Regions from separate parts of the Bicyclus anynana genome. Here region 2 is linked to region 1. Evidence: chromatin contacts called from public Hi-C data. All regions are on one chromosome and are shown on one strand. The core of a region is the stretch at or near the end of the contact, and the rest is flanking DNA. Distances in the headings are between cores, read along the strand shown. Region 1 overlaps LOC112051327 (lysine-specific demethylase 3A). Region 2 holds the start of LOC112051318.

Region 1 (6,932 bases), core at 431-2,930:
ACACTAGCAGACATCGCGCGGATTAACTCGCGTTGTTCTCGTTCCCGAAGGAATACGGGGATAAAATATAGCCTATATCACTCGGGGATAGAATAGCTTCCCAACAGTGAAAGAATTTTTTAAATGGGTTCAGTAATTTCAGAACCTATTCAATGCAAACAAACAATCAAATCTTTCCTCTTTATAATATTAGTATAGATTGAGAAGACGCACACATAACGGCTTTTCAAATAACACATACGAATTAATAATAATACTACGAAATCAAAAGTGTTTTTTTTTTTTCAGAATTTGGCCTACTGGAGTACGTTGAAACTACAAGTTTATATCATTTATCATCATCAAGCCTATGTCTGCCTTATTGGCTTATTAATTAGCCTAGGTAAGTGGTTTCGGATCACTAGGTCCAAGGTTCCATGCCTGGGTAGCTGTCAATAGTTGAGTTAATTTTCTTGTAAGAAATTGTTATCAGCTAAAATTGTCCGCGCCTCGGAACACGTTAGGCCGTCGGTCCCGGGTAGTAGTTAATGAATTTAACATTATCACTCTTAAGCCCGCCATACCGCATTGAAGCAGCGTGGTGGATCTAAGCTCCAAATTATCTCTCCTACAAGGAGGCCTGGTCCTATAGTAGACCGTTAAAATAGGACAACTTTTTATAATAAACAGTAAATAAACTGTAAATAATTCTAAAAGTCAACACAAATATGAATAAATTTAAATATAAAGCTAAAAGGCCAGCTATTCTTATTAAGAAAACAGGGTCACGGCTTTTTCCATAATGGTTTGAAGGGCTCTGTTCATCTGCTGTTTTAAATTGCTTTTAAAGTAGATTAAACAAGTTTACATTAATATATTATTCATTTCAAGATTATTTCAAGTTATCTCCAAGGAGATACGGTATCGTCGTCGTCGTCATCAACCCATATTCGGCTCACTGCTGAGCTCGAGTCTCCTCTCAGAATGAGAGGGGGTAAGGCCAATAGTCCACCACGCTGGCCCAATGCGGATTGGCAGACTTCACACACGCAGAGAATTAAGATATTTCTCCGGTATCCAGGTTTCCTCTCGATGTTTTCCTTCACCGATTGAGACACGTGATATTTAATTTCTTAAAATGCACACAACTGAAAAAGTTGGAGGTGCATGCCCCGGACCGGATTCGAACCCACACCCTGGAATTGGAGGCAGAGGTCATATCCACTGGGCTATCACGGCCTTACGGTACGGGGGGATACGGTATAACGGCAACTTAATTTAATACTAACTATTTTATTATTTAAAAGATTACTTATTATTTTACTTTAGAGACACGGCATTGCGACAGCCAAGTTAAAAACAGAAGTGTGGTATTACTTATGTTTAACAATGTTAGAATTATCTTATACTAGCGGACGCCCGCAACTTCGTCCGCGTGGAATTCAGTTTATTACAAATCCCGCGGGAACCATGGATTTTTCCGGGATGAAAGTAGTTTATGTGTTATGTAAGTGTTAACTCGGCCTAGTCAGTAATCTGGTAAAACGTTTCTTAAACTTAATAAGTCAGTAACCTGGTACAACGTTTTTTAAACCAAATACGTCAGTAACCTGGTAAAACGTTTCTTATACTAAATAAGTCAGTAACCTGGTAAGGCTGCAGGTTAGCGTAGTCCACGAAGTGCAGCAACCTGTCGTGCACGAACTCGACGGGCTGCGCGTCCGCCTGCAGTGTGACGTCAGCTGACAGCGGCGTGAACGTCTGGAACCGAACATATCTCATGTTAATGTCACTCATATATCATCAAGCTTTGACTTATATGCACGTCTTCCCTACCCCTGAATTTATTAGTTACAAAAAATGCGATAAATGAAGAACCGCTCGACCGATTTTGTCCATACTCACATAAGCCATCTACTAAATAGTTCGAACAAAGCCAAACATTTGGTTTTTACAAGTGAGTCCGTTCTTGAAAAATTACAACGAAAAGTGGCATTGTTTTTTATATATGTATACATATATAGAATATATAGATTATCAGCCGATGGACGTCCACTGTTGGACAAAGGCCTCTTGTATAGACTTCTGAACACAACGGTCTCGCGCCGCCAGCATCCAACGGCTCCCTGCAACGCGCTCGATGTTCTCGGTCTACCTAGTGGGCCGACTGCACTTACCAGTGCGGGGTCGCCATTCTAGCACCTTGTGGATGGATCCCCAACGTCCATCGGCTCTTAGGACTATTTGTCACTCGTTGCCGGTTTATAAAATGGATCACTGATTAGATCATTGTCATATCCCTGACGGGACTGTAGCACCGACTTTTTATAGTAAACTAGCGGACGCCCGCTACTTCGTCCGCGGAAACTTTCAACCCCAATTTCACCACTTCAGGGAGTTGAATTTTAAAAATTCTTGAATCACATTATATTTCGTATATTATTATGAACAAATAAAATTTAAAATAAACAAATTTTTAAAACTTTTAATAAATTTTAACCTCTATTTCACCCCCTTCTATTTTTATTTTAAGTTCAAAAAGTAATTAATGTTTTGCTCCATGGTCCCATTTACCATTATACCAAAATTCATCCTGATCGGTTCAGTCGTTTTAGCCGTGAAAACTTAACATACAGACAGATTTTCGCATTTATAATATTAATATAGATGGCGACTTGGAGCTTAAATCCACCATGCCGGGTCGATTGACGATTGGTCTGTAACGCTATCAAGTGTTAATAACATTAATCGAGATATCGTGGGCTGCTACTATGAATTTCTTAGAAGTAAGAAAACATTTTAATTTTTTATAGCCCAGATTAACTTAACCTTAGTTATGTAATAAAGGGTAAATGGTAAACAAAACTAAACAAAAAAAAGAAATATGTATTCAAAATTTCTAAATGCGAAACGAAAAGTTCTCGACGGCAGACCGCGCCCGATCAATCTAATCAGTATTCTATGCGGCTCGAGTTGAATAACAACTACAAAATCACCTTCAAAATTCAATACACTTTGCTATGTACATACAAAATTAAGTGGTTGCTTATAGGTACTTCGAAAAACGTCACGGACTAGATTAATGTAAAACAAACTTCTATTTCAAAGAAAGGTGACGCCGATCTTAGAAAAACATTTGGCGAAAAACATAATATTATTTTTATATGAAAAGAGTGTTATTTTTAGGCAAACATTGTGTCAAACACAGGTTTCAGATAAATTATTGAGAATAATATATCTAACATTGGGTCTAAAGTGGTATTAAAATCCAGACCTTACAATTTTAAGCCACCCAAGTAACAGCTGGTGCTTTTAGGCTTCTTTTGAGCCTGTAGCTTTTTAAAGAATCTATACTGTAGAATTTATGGAAAAAATATTTAATCAGAAAATCCAAATATTCCAAAATATGCCATTAATCTCGGAGCTACCGAGACAATGAGACTCTCCAGTCCTCATGAATGAGGATCGTAATCACCTCCGTGGTTTTATTGTTTGACTATCTGACGCCGCGCGGTTTCACCCGCGTGGTTTCCGTTTCCGTAGGAGTATGGGGATAATATATAGCCTATAGCCTTCCTCGATAAATGGGCTATCTAACACTGAAAGAACTTTTCAAATCGGACCAGAAGTTCCTGAGATTAGCGCGTTCAATCAAACAAACAAACTCTGCAGCTTTATATATTAGTATAGAGTATAGATTTGATAAGAATAGATTTCAAAAATACTGAATCGAATTTAAATATTTCATAATGCATGGAAACCAATTAATCGCTAATAAGCGAGTAACATACTCGTACTATATTTTATCCCTGTACTCTCTTTGAAATGGAAACTACGAGGGTGAAACCGCGAGAAAACTGCTATATTGCTATATTGTATGGACCCAGGCCGTTTTAAAATGTACTGGCGCTTGTCTTCTTCATTTGATCTAATCATGTCAGAGATTAACGTCAAAAATTCTGTCGTCCATTTTGTGACGTCACTAACACACTTGATGTACTAAACGTCGAACTAATTGTTAACTATATTTTTGTCAAACGCTCCATTTGTGTGGGATTTATTATAGTGACGTCATGAAACAGTTGAAAGACTGTCATGGCCGACAGACGTTTTGGCTAGTACTGTCAAAAACATATTTCAGTCTGGTAGAATGATAATGAACTATTTAAGACCATTAAAAAAAGTGTCAACTAGCCTATGCTTGTTTAGCATTGGCTAGTCCCCATAAAAATGCGTACACGTGCAATAAATAAAGATACGTATGGAACCCATAGAGATAGTGACGCGCACCGCTGGGAGGTCGCTCGGACACGTGAGAACTGAATTTCATTAACACCATTCGCATTCGCTCCCATTACAAAATATTTGCACACATTAGTGACGGCTGATAAGGCAATGGCGTTTAGATATTAATATGCGGGCTTCGATCATATTACATTTACGTGAATACGTAAACGTAACGTGGGTACTCGTGGTGTTAACTAATCGAAATTTCAATCAGTCATTAAAAAAAATCAAAACAAACGGACACTACACATGGACGATTATCTGAACAGTTTCTACTGTTCAGTTAAAACTGCTGGTTTGTAGCATGGGTTAACCCGCCTTAACTTTTTTTTTAAATAAAGCCTGCAGACTTGACGGTATACTATACATAGTGTGCGGCTCCTAGTAAGTACAATAATATCAATTATGGAGTTTGGAAGGAAGCAAGTATCAAGGCTCCACATCCTCAATTAGCCAAGTATAAAACGTATTTTTTTTATATTTTGTACATGATGTCATGAGAAGTCATTGTCTTCAGTCACCAAAGCGCTTCGTTTCAACGCTTTAAAGTTCTCTTTAAAAAACCTTTAACGGTATTTTTCGAAGGGTTTTGACGGCTTCCGTGGCGCAGTGGTATGCGCGGTAGATTTACAAAACGGATGTCCTGCGTTCGATCACCGGCTGGACCGATTGAGATTTTCTTAATCGGTTCTGGTCTGGCTGATGAGAGGTTTCGGCCGTGGCTAGTTACCACCCTACCGGCAAAGACGAACCGCCAAGTGACTTAGCGTTCCGGTACGATGTCGTGTAGAAACCGAAAGGTGTATGAATGGATTTTCATCCTCCTCCTTATAAGTTAGCCCGCTTCCATCTTAGACTGAATCATCACCACTCAGATTAAAAAAAAAGGTTGCCACAAAGCAAGTAAATGGCCACTAGAGACATGATTTCTCATGATGATATGAAGAGACAAAAAAAAAAAAAATACGGACCCACCTACCTACCCCTACCCCGTCTTCTTTGCTATAAACCTCACGGAGCCCGCGATCTTTTCAACGAATGCAAAACCGTGAAAATCGGTTCGTGCGTTCTGGAGTTATAGCGTCAGGAAGGAAAACCCGACTTTTTTTTTATAAAAAGTATCCTATGTCGTTCTCCTGGCTCTAAACTACCTCCCTGCCAATTTTCAGCTAAATCGGTTCAGCCGTTCTTAAGTAATAAGTGGAGTAACTAACACGACTTTTTTTATATATAGGTATACCTAAGATTAATAGAAATAGGTCAAAGGTATCATAATTATTATACGATAAAATACATACGATTACTATTAACTCGATTAAAATACACTTCAAGAGGCTATATATGTAACAATTCTAAACTATATGAGATATATTGTAAATTCTATGGAAGCGTTATGCTTAATGTATTTGTTAAAATAACCTTAAATTTAAAGTGCCAGAAATATAAGTATGACTTAGGACTAAAATAAAACTAAATTGTAGTAGGTACTGTAATTAGCACAGTGCTAGGTATTTAGATAGTGATAACAATAGATCAAACAACATGTTTAAACCATTAAACTTTGGGCGGTAGCATAAAATAAGATTGTTTTTTAACCCACTCACCATAATTTCATTACAATCAAATGAAAACAATACTTGAGTCGATGTGAAGTACTGCTATGCAGATTGCAGCTGCTGATAACGTTGATTGTTTTAATTAATTTTAATTTAAACTTCAACAAAAACGAATTCAACTTTTTGGCTAAGAGATGAGATTTCAAAAACTCAAAAAAGTTACGCCGACGTGAAATACCAAATACAGTTTGTGGTGCCATCTATCTAAGGCACTCGCAAGTATTTTTATACTAAAGCGTAACGCCATCTAGCGTTAACATAAGGCAAATTGAGTAAATTAAAAATAATATGCTTACCAAAGCGGGCCATTTGACTTCTTCCTTTTCTAACTTTCTAGGTGCCCAAACTAATGTTCTTTCAACTAAAAACACACGAAACGTTCTACGCGAATACACTGGCACCCATTCCCGGCGTTGCCAATCTACGCCATCATATTCCACCAACACCTGGAACAATCAAAGTAATTATTAATGTTAATTTTTACCATTTTTTAAAGATAATTTATATCTAAAATTAATGCGCCATCCTGCCAGTAGTAATTTAAAATTAACTATAAGAAAAATTCAATACTTTAGTGCAGCGCCATCTTTCGCCGAGTAGCCACACTTCGATGGCTTACATGACTGGTTAGCTGTCACCGTGCAACTCGTTTGTATTTATGCATCTTGACGCTAGAGTGCGCTACAAGTTACAAAATTATTACATTCTTCGGAAACCCCGCCCAATTTTAAAACTTTGACCTTGTAATAATAAATAGTTGTCAGAATGAGTTCTCAAAAAAGTAATAAAACACACAACATTTCGGACTGGTACTGATGGAAGCTATAAAATACTAAACAAGCAAGTATGTAGGAAATATAAAATCTACAAATCTGTATAGTTTTGGTCTTCATTATGTCGGTAAATAAAGCTAAAATATACATTGAATAACATTTATAATATAACAGTAAGTTCGTCCCTAGTGCTAGTTAATGACAAAAAAAAAACACTAGGTACACAACACATATATAATATACCTACATAATATTCGATATATTTACCTATTAAAAT
Region 2 (6,728 bases), core at 4,095-6,594, 180 kb before region 1:
TTCTGTTTGGCATAGTAAATTTTAATCATCATCATTATCAACTCATATTCGGCTCACTGCTGAGCTCGATTCTCCTCTCAGAATGAGAGGGGTTAGGCCAATAGTCCACCACGCTGGCCCAATGCGCATTGGCAGACTTCACACACGCAGAGAATTAAGAAAATTCTCTGGTATGCAGGTTTCCTCACGATGTTTTTCCTTCAACGTTTGAGACGCGTGATATTTAATTTCTTTAAATGCACACAACTGAAAAGTTGGAGGTGCATGCCCCGGACCGGATTCGAACGCCCACCATCCGGAATCGGAGGCAGAGGTCATATCCACTGGGCTATCACGGCTCTCAAATTCAATTTAATCAAATTTCAAATTAAATTTTATCACATTAATATTATAAATGCGAATGTTTGTATGTAAGTGTGTTGTACCTCCTTATCGCTGTGGCTATTGAAGCGATTTGACTGAAATTTAGAATGAAAATAGATTTTAGGTACTCAGAATTAACACATTTCTTTTTATCCCGGAAAAGTCTATGGTTCCGCGGGATTTGTGAAAAACTGGATTCTACGCAGACGAAGTCGCGGGCTTTCGCTAGTAAGAGAATATTTGCGATATCTTTTTTGTATGACCAGTATTCTCATTCCTCTGCAATTAGTCGGTATGGACTGTACAGGAGGGGGTACGGAAAATTTCACAGCGGGTGTGGATCGTTCCTATAATCCAAGGTTTCTCATAGTGGGGTACGCGTATTGGTGGCTTGATAACTGATACCAAATGAAAATTAAGGTTAAATCCATTTGCGACAAGAAACAAGCACACCCATACCATTATTATTACATAGATATTTCTATTAGTACTTGCTACCTTTTATTCAATTAGAAACCTTATTTCTTCAACAAGTTATTTTTTTTCTTTGGGAGGGGGGGTCATTAGTTTGAGAAACCCAAAACCCAGTTTGAGAGCCAAAAGTTTGAGAAACCCTGCTATAACCAATCAATCTATCTGCATGTATCCTTCCCATATATCATTGAGCTGACTTCAAATTAAGCAATGCAATTAAATAACATACAATACTAGAATTAGGATTTTGAAAACCTGTACCCACATTTACTCACACTTAGAGAGAGAGAATAAACTAGTTGGAACAATAAAGCCTTCACAAATACAAACAATGAGAGGATGATGAAACCTGCGCAAACACAATGAGTCACACACTGGTTGTGTTGTGACTTGTGCGAATGTGGTGTGCGCAACAAAGCTTCGCTCTCGATGTGTGATGTGTCGTGACGTCACGTCACACTCCGACGCGTTGGGTTCGGTACTTGCACGCCATTGTTATTGGTGTACAGGGAAATAACGTAATTACTAGAATTTGCAAGTAACTTTGGATGACAGTGATTAGTACCCAATTTTCTGTTCATCAGTTTTATTCCGCGTAGTTGCGGTGGATAAACCTATGTTAGTTGCTGATAATGTAGCTATTCATTCGTAGAAAAATGTTAAATAATTTTATTTCCTTAAAAGTTAATGGATGCTAAGTTAGAATATTCCCTCTTTAATATGTTCTAAATGGTTGTCTTGAAGAAATCCAATTGAATATCTAGATATATAGTTTTACACTTACAAATAATTGTTACAAATTGCTACAGGTTCCTACTATACGAAAAAGGAGGTTGAAGATTTTACAAAAACAGAAACATGCCTATTTAATGTTTTGTTTGGTAAACACAACCACCTGTTTATGTAGGTATACCTACTTAATTTTCCTCAAAACTCGACAAGTTGATTCATAGCGAATTAACACAATGTTGATTGCAAGGCAAGGTAAGTTACAGCTGATGTTAAAAGAGGTTCTATTTTGCGACACCCAAAAACATTAAAACCACCGCCTTGACAAAGAAGATGACTGATGATCGTAACACTCGAATACTATAGCTTATTATTCTTTTAAACATAAAAATGGAAAAGACTTCAAAGACGTATATACCTATCAGTTATTTTGATTTTAACACAAAATTACTAAACCTATTTTAGTGAAAACTAAATGAGACACAAAAAATAATTTTCAAAATTAGCTAATAGGTATTTGACGAAGTTATGAGGTAACAAACATTAAAAAAATAAACGTCGAATTGAGAACATCCTCCTTTTTTCAAGTCGGTTAGAAATATCAGTCAGTTATTAGGTTTCAAGCTCTAATCTGAAAACTATAATCTAAATAATTGCTTTATTAGCTACTGTCACTGTTAACACAGGCATAAGCTTATGCTAGGAAGAAAAAAATCTTGTCAGCCATATGCTCCTAAATCCTACTATAGACATGTTAATTAAACTAACTAACTAACTACAAACAAACTACCTAAATGTTAGATATTTTTTAGAGTTTGTACCGTGGTGCCTTTTTATTGTAGCAGGTTTCAAGCATCCTAATCCTCAAATGGCCAAGTAAAATTAAAATGTGTTTCTTTAAATATTTTCTATGGGGGAATCATGTTCAAAGCTGTAGTAGTTTCATGGCAACCCTCCACTATAGTCGCTTTAACATTGTTTATCGAATGCTTGCCGTGAAGCGACTAGCGACTGCAGGCATGATTCATCTCACCTCATTCATTATGCCGAGGAATTTAGAAAAAGTACTCTTTACACTTAAACGGTTAAGGGTCTTCACCCTTAAAACCTGCTACCTTTTGAAAACACCAAAAAGTTCAAAGATCATCATCATCATATCCATCATTATCAGCCGAAGGACGTCCACTGCTGGAGAAAGGCCTCTTGTATAAACTTTCAAACACCACGGTCTCGAGCTGCCAGCATCCAGTGACTCCCAGCAACCCGCTGGATGTCCTCGGTCCATCTAGTAGGAGGTCGACCAGCACTGCGTTTTCGAGTGCGGGGTCGCCATTCAAATAACATGGCTAATTTCCTTACATTAAAAGGAAAACTTACTTTCTTTATTCTCGCAGTTGTAATTATTCATGACACATTCATTGCCGAAGGACTTGGGCTTTTCCCCTTGTTTCCCTGCGCAGACGGGGTCCAGTTTGACCGACGAGCAGTCGTGCAGGCATGCCTTCTTGCGTGCTGCCTCCGCCTTCAACTCTTTCAGAACTGCCTTATCTGGTCGGCATGAAACCACTACCAGCAACACAGCTGAAATATATAGAAAATAACTTGGCTTTACTATCCAAACTTTCAAAGTTTTAGAAGTGCAACAACCTTTTAAAATGATAATAAAATTGATAATCATTTAAATAACCCTAGATATCCTCGTATTTGATAAATAGTAGATACTAGCGGACGCCCGCGACTTCATCGGCGTGGAATTTAGTTTTTCGCAAATCCCTTGGGAACCGTGGACTTTTCAGGAAGAACAGAGAAAGACTAAAATCTATTTCCAATCCAAATTTCAGCCAAATCGGTGCAGTAGTTGCGGCGTTAAAGAGTAAGAGAGTATTTAGAGTCAGGGATCTTAAATGGTTGGAGAATAATTTTCAGACTCACGCAAACTGTCTAACATAAATAAATTGACTAAAAAACTATGATGACGAAGAAGTGATTTGGTACTAATCTTAGTATGTTCTTGTACGTCTATTGTATAAAATCAAATCGGTAGCTCTTCTTAGGTTCATTTTCATTCATTAAAATTTTTAATACCTCAAAATTACGAGTATGGCTTGTAAAATTATGAACAGAAATCGTAGAACCATACCACATAGGTACGTCTATCATCAATCGCCATACAAAAGAACTTAATAGTGTTCTTAAACATACAGAAATCTCACTCGCTGCTGTGTTTTCACTCGTAAGTTTATCTAAATAAATACACAAGACCTTCGTGCGCAGTTACGCTCTTGCGTCTTTGACCTCAGCAAAGTCCATTATGGTCATAAAATGTTTATCAGATAATCGCAGGAAGAAACACCATTTCGGTCTACCGGGTACCTACTGGATAATGTTATAAATTACATTACTAACGTGTTATGAAGTCACGGCTAAAAGAGGATTTATGACAACGATCTTGCCTGTTTTATTTCAACTAAAAGTTTGCGATTGACTGTGATGTCGCTAAGTGACAATCCAGTTTTAGACTGGTTCCAGTCTTAGTGAGATCCAGTCGTAAAATTGGATCGACACTTTTTGAGATCCAGTCCTGAGTCTTAGAACCGAATCACTAAATTATACCGGTACCTATATTTTTCTTAACACAAATGCCTAAATGTTTTTTTTCCATACTTGGACTAGGGTATAGGACACTAATTAACTTGACGGCAGATCACATCTCACCTGAGTCAACTGAGTCGAGATGTCTTTACTAATTTCCCTATGTCTATCTATTGATATATTTTATAGTCCCACCAAACCAGACCTAAGTCAATTAAGAAATTGTGAATTTCCCAATTAAACAGTAATGGGAATCTTAACCAAAACCATTACAGAATCTATGGCATATTAGATACATACCACAGAGATCGTCGCATTTAACTGCCATTTTATGTACTTACAAAGATATTACTCTTAGGACAATGTTTAATTCCATAATACTATCGTAAATAGGTACATAATAATGTATTTGACAGTAAATACATTACGTAATATAATATGTATCAGATTACCAATACTATAATGTATTAGTAATTTGATACAGTGTAAGTAATGAATAATGATGGTTAAGTAAAACATATATAACTAACATCTTCCGTTTCGATATAGATATGGTATGCGATATGCGAATATTAGATATATCTAGTATACATAAAATCACACCATAAATTTCAAACCTATAGGTTTAAAATGTTCCTAACCATTAAATTTTCTAAATCAGATTTGTCTAGAGAAGGAAATTTTAATAATTAGGTATTGTTGTTACTATTACCGGGGCTCGAGAAAACGTAGGAAAATTGTATGTTGACCTAACAGACACTAACCTGGGATGTTTTGTAATAAATCTGCAATTTTATTTAGGTAGGTAGGTATAGTTTAATATTCGTAACTAAACTGAATCTGTGTTTTAACGAAACAAATCTTTTAACATTTATGTGTAGCGTAGCATAGGACCTTACTGAAAATACTCGTAAATAGATTAGAAAACTCTATAATATTATTGTTAGGTAAATACTTACTCATTTATTTCTCTTTACATCTTGGTTAAATACCTAACTGACAAATAAAAAAAACTTTGTTTGCTCACCAAAAATAAATAGCGTCGCGGCCCTCATTTTCACAAACGTACACAGGTCGCTCGTCCACAGTGAACTGGTCATGAAGGAAGCCAGTTACTCTTTATACCTTGTGCCAATGGGCTCTACTACATGTGCACAATAGCTCGGTGTTGCTGCAATTGTCTATAAATTTCTTAATACATTAAAGTTTATATTTCAATGATAAACGCTACAGCATAAACGTAACCAGCAATGGAAGTCTTCGTGAATTAATATCGTAAGTTTATCTAAGGTCAAATGTTGATTTGAGTTGTACTGGAATTAATCTATTTGAGAGGTCTACGTACCTATACCTACATACATAAATCTAGACGTTTTTTTCGATAGCGATGAACATTCGAGTAGCGATATAAATAAAAAAAAGTTGCTAAGTGTCGCAACGATAAACATCGTCGAAACAAGTTCCAAGATTGAACTTGGGAGGCTTGTTTTCCTCAGCCACTCGTTTTATTTACGAGATATTTTCTTCCAAATAGGTAGGTAAGTAAATTGTGGAACCAGCTTAACCTTACAAATGCAATACCTATATCCTGCAAAGCTTACATTTTGGATTAACTAGATAAAGTTAACTAATAGATAGGTGAAGGACTTTAAGAAGAACTTCTCTTTATAGTAGGGGAGGCGAAGAGGGATTTTTGCAGTTACTCGAGCGCGGCAGATAAACTGGTAGTATACTATACCTTGCACCTTGTATGTTGCCCATAATATCGGTGGGTACGTTTAGGGCAACCAAAAAAAAACTAACTTCAGAAATACTCATCCAGCACATCAGATTAAGATAAGGTAGGTTAGTTGACAGCTAAACAGTGTGCATTTCGAAAATCTGACGATTTGAGCTTAACGTAATGAATGGGAGGGTCCCAAAGTTACAAAATAAAACCCTTATATTCCTGTTAACGAGACACGAGCGAGATTAGTTTTTTACTAATTTTGAATGAACTAATCTCCTGAAAAATCGCTCATGTTTTTTGATGATTTCAGTAAGCCGAAGTAATAAAAATTGTTAAAGTTTGTAGTCTTATTCCTCATCGCTGAAAGCAGAAAAACTATATAACGATTTATTTTTTCTATCATAATACATATAATCTAATCGATTCCAATGACGATTTAGTAACTGCAAATTTAGCATCTCAGGCTACACACTTACCTAAGCTACACTTAAGAGTTTCTGGGGGGCCATCTCAATGTCTTCTAACTTTCTCTGGTCCTTCAGCCTTCTCCTCCTCCTCTACTGTCTCAAACTCCCACAAGAGGGCATTACTGTCCACGTAGAGCTCAGACGAATTGTTATTATGGACCTGCCTCGCCAAACCCCTTTGTAGTAATCGTTTTCGTCGTAAAATGCCGGTCTGTATTTGGTCTGAGACGTGGAGTAATTACCTATAAATGTTCCAAATCGAATGACCCCTTACCATTATGTGCCATTGCTCGTATTTTTGCGATTGACCATTAAAAAAAGTTGGCGATAAAAGCACTTGCCTACTGGACTAAATTGTTGTAAATGATATTTGC

The links. Hi-C and Micro-C count contacts between places; a contact is called where the count stands out from the background.
Region 2: a Hi-C map of whole larva shows a contact between it and region 1, with 5 times the contacts expected there. The contact joins the promoter of LOC112051318 here to the enhancer-like site in region 1. A contact is called at or near these places in 2 of 2 Hi-C or Micro-C datasets (whole body and whole larva).

The regions. Positions count from the first base shown.
Region 1 is chr13:8,897,454-8,904,385 of ilBicAnyn1.1, reverse strand. LOC112051327 (lysine-specific demethylase 3A) reads right to left here. Exons shown (of 17, transcript XM_052885110.1): 2 at 6,179-6,328; 3 at 1,627-1,740. Among protein-coding and RNA genes, the nearest start is that of LOC112051327, 56 kb to the right of the region's middle. Within about 2 kb of position 1,680, at least 7 of the 8 cell types and tissues checked have open chromatin away from gene starts, as enhancers often do.
Region 2 is chr13:9,085,034-9,091,761 of ilBicAnyn1.1, reverse strand. It overlaps LOC112051318, which reads right to left and starts at 5,344. Exons shown (of 3, transcript XM_024089917.2): 1 at 5,186-5,344; 2 at 2,944-3,147. The coding sequence starts at 5,258.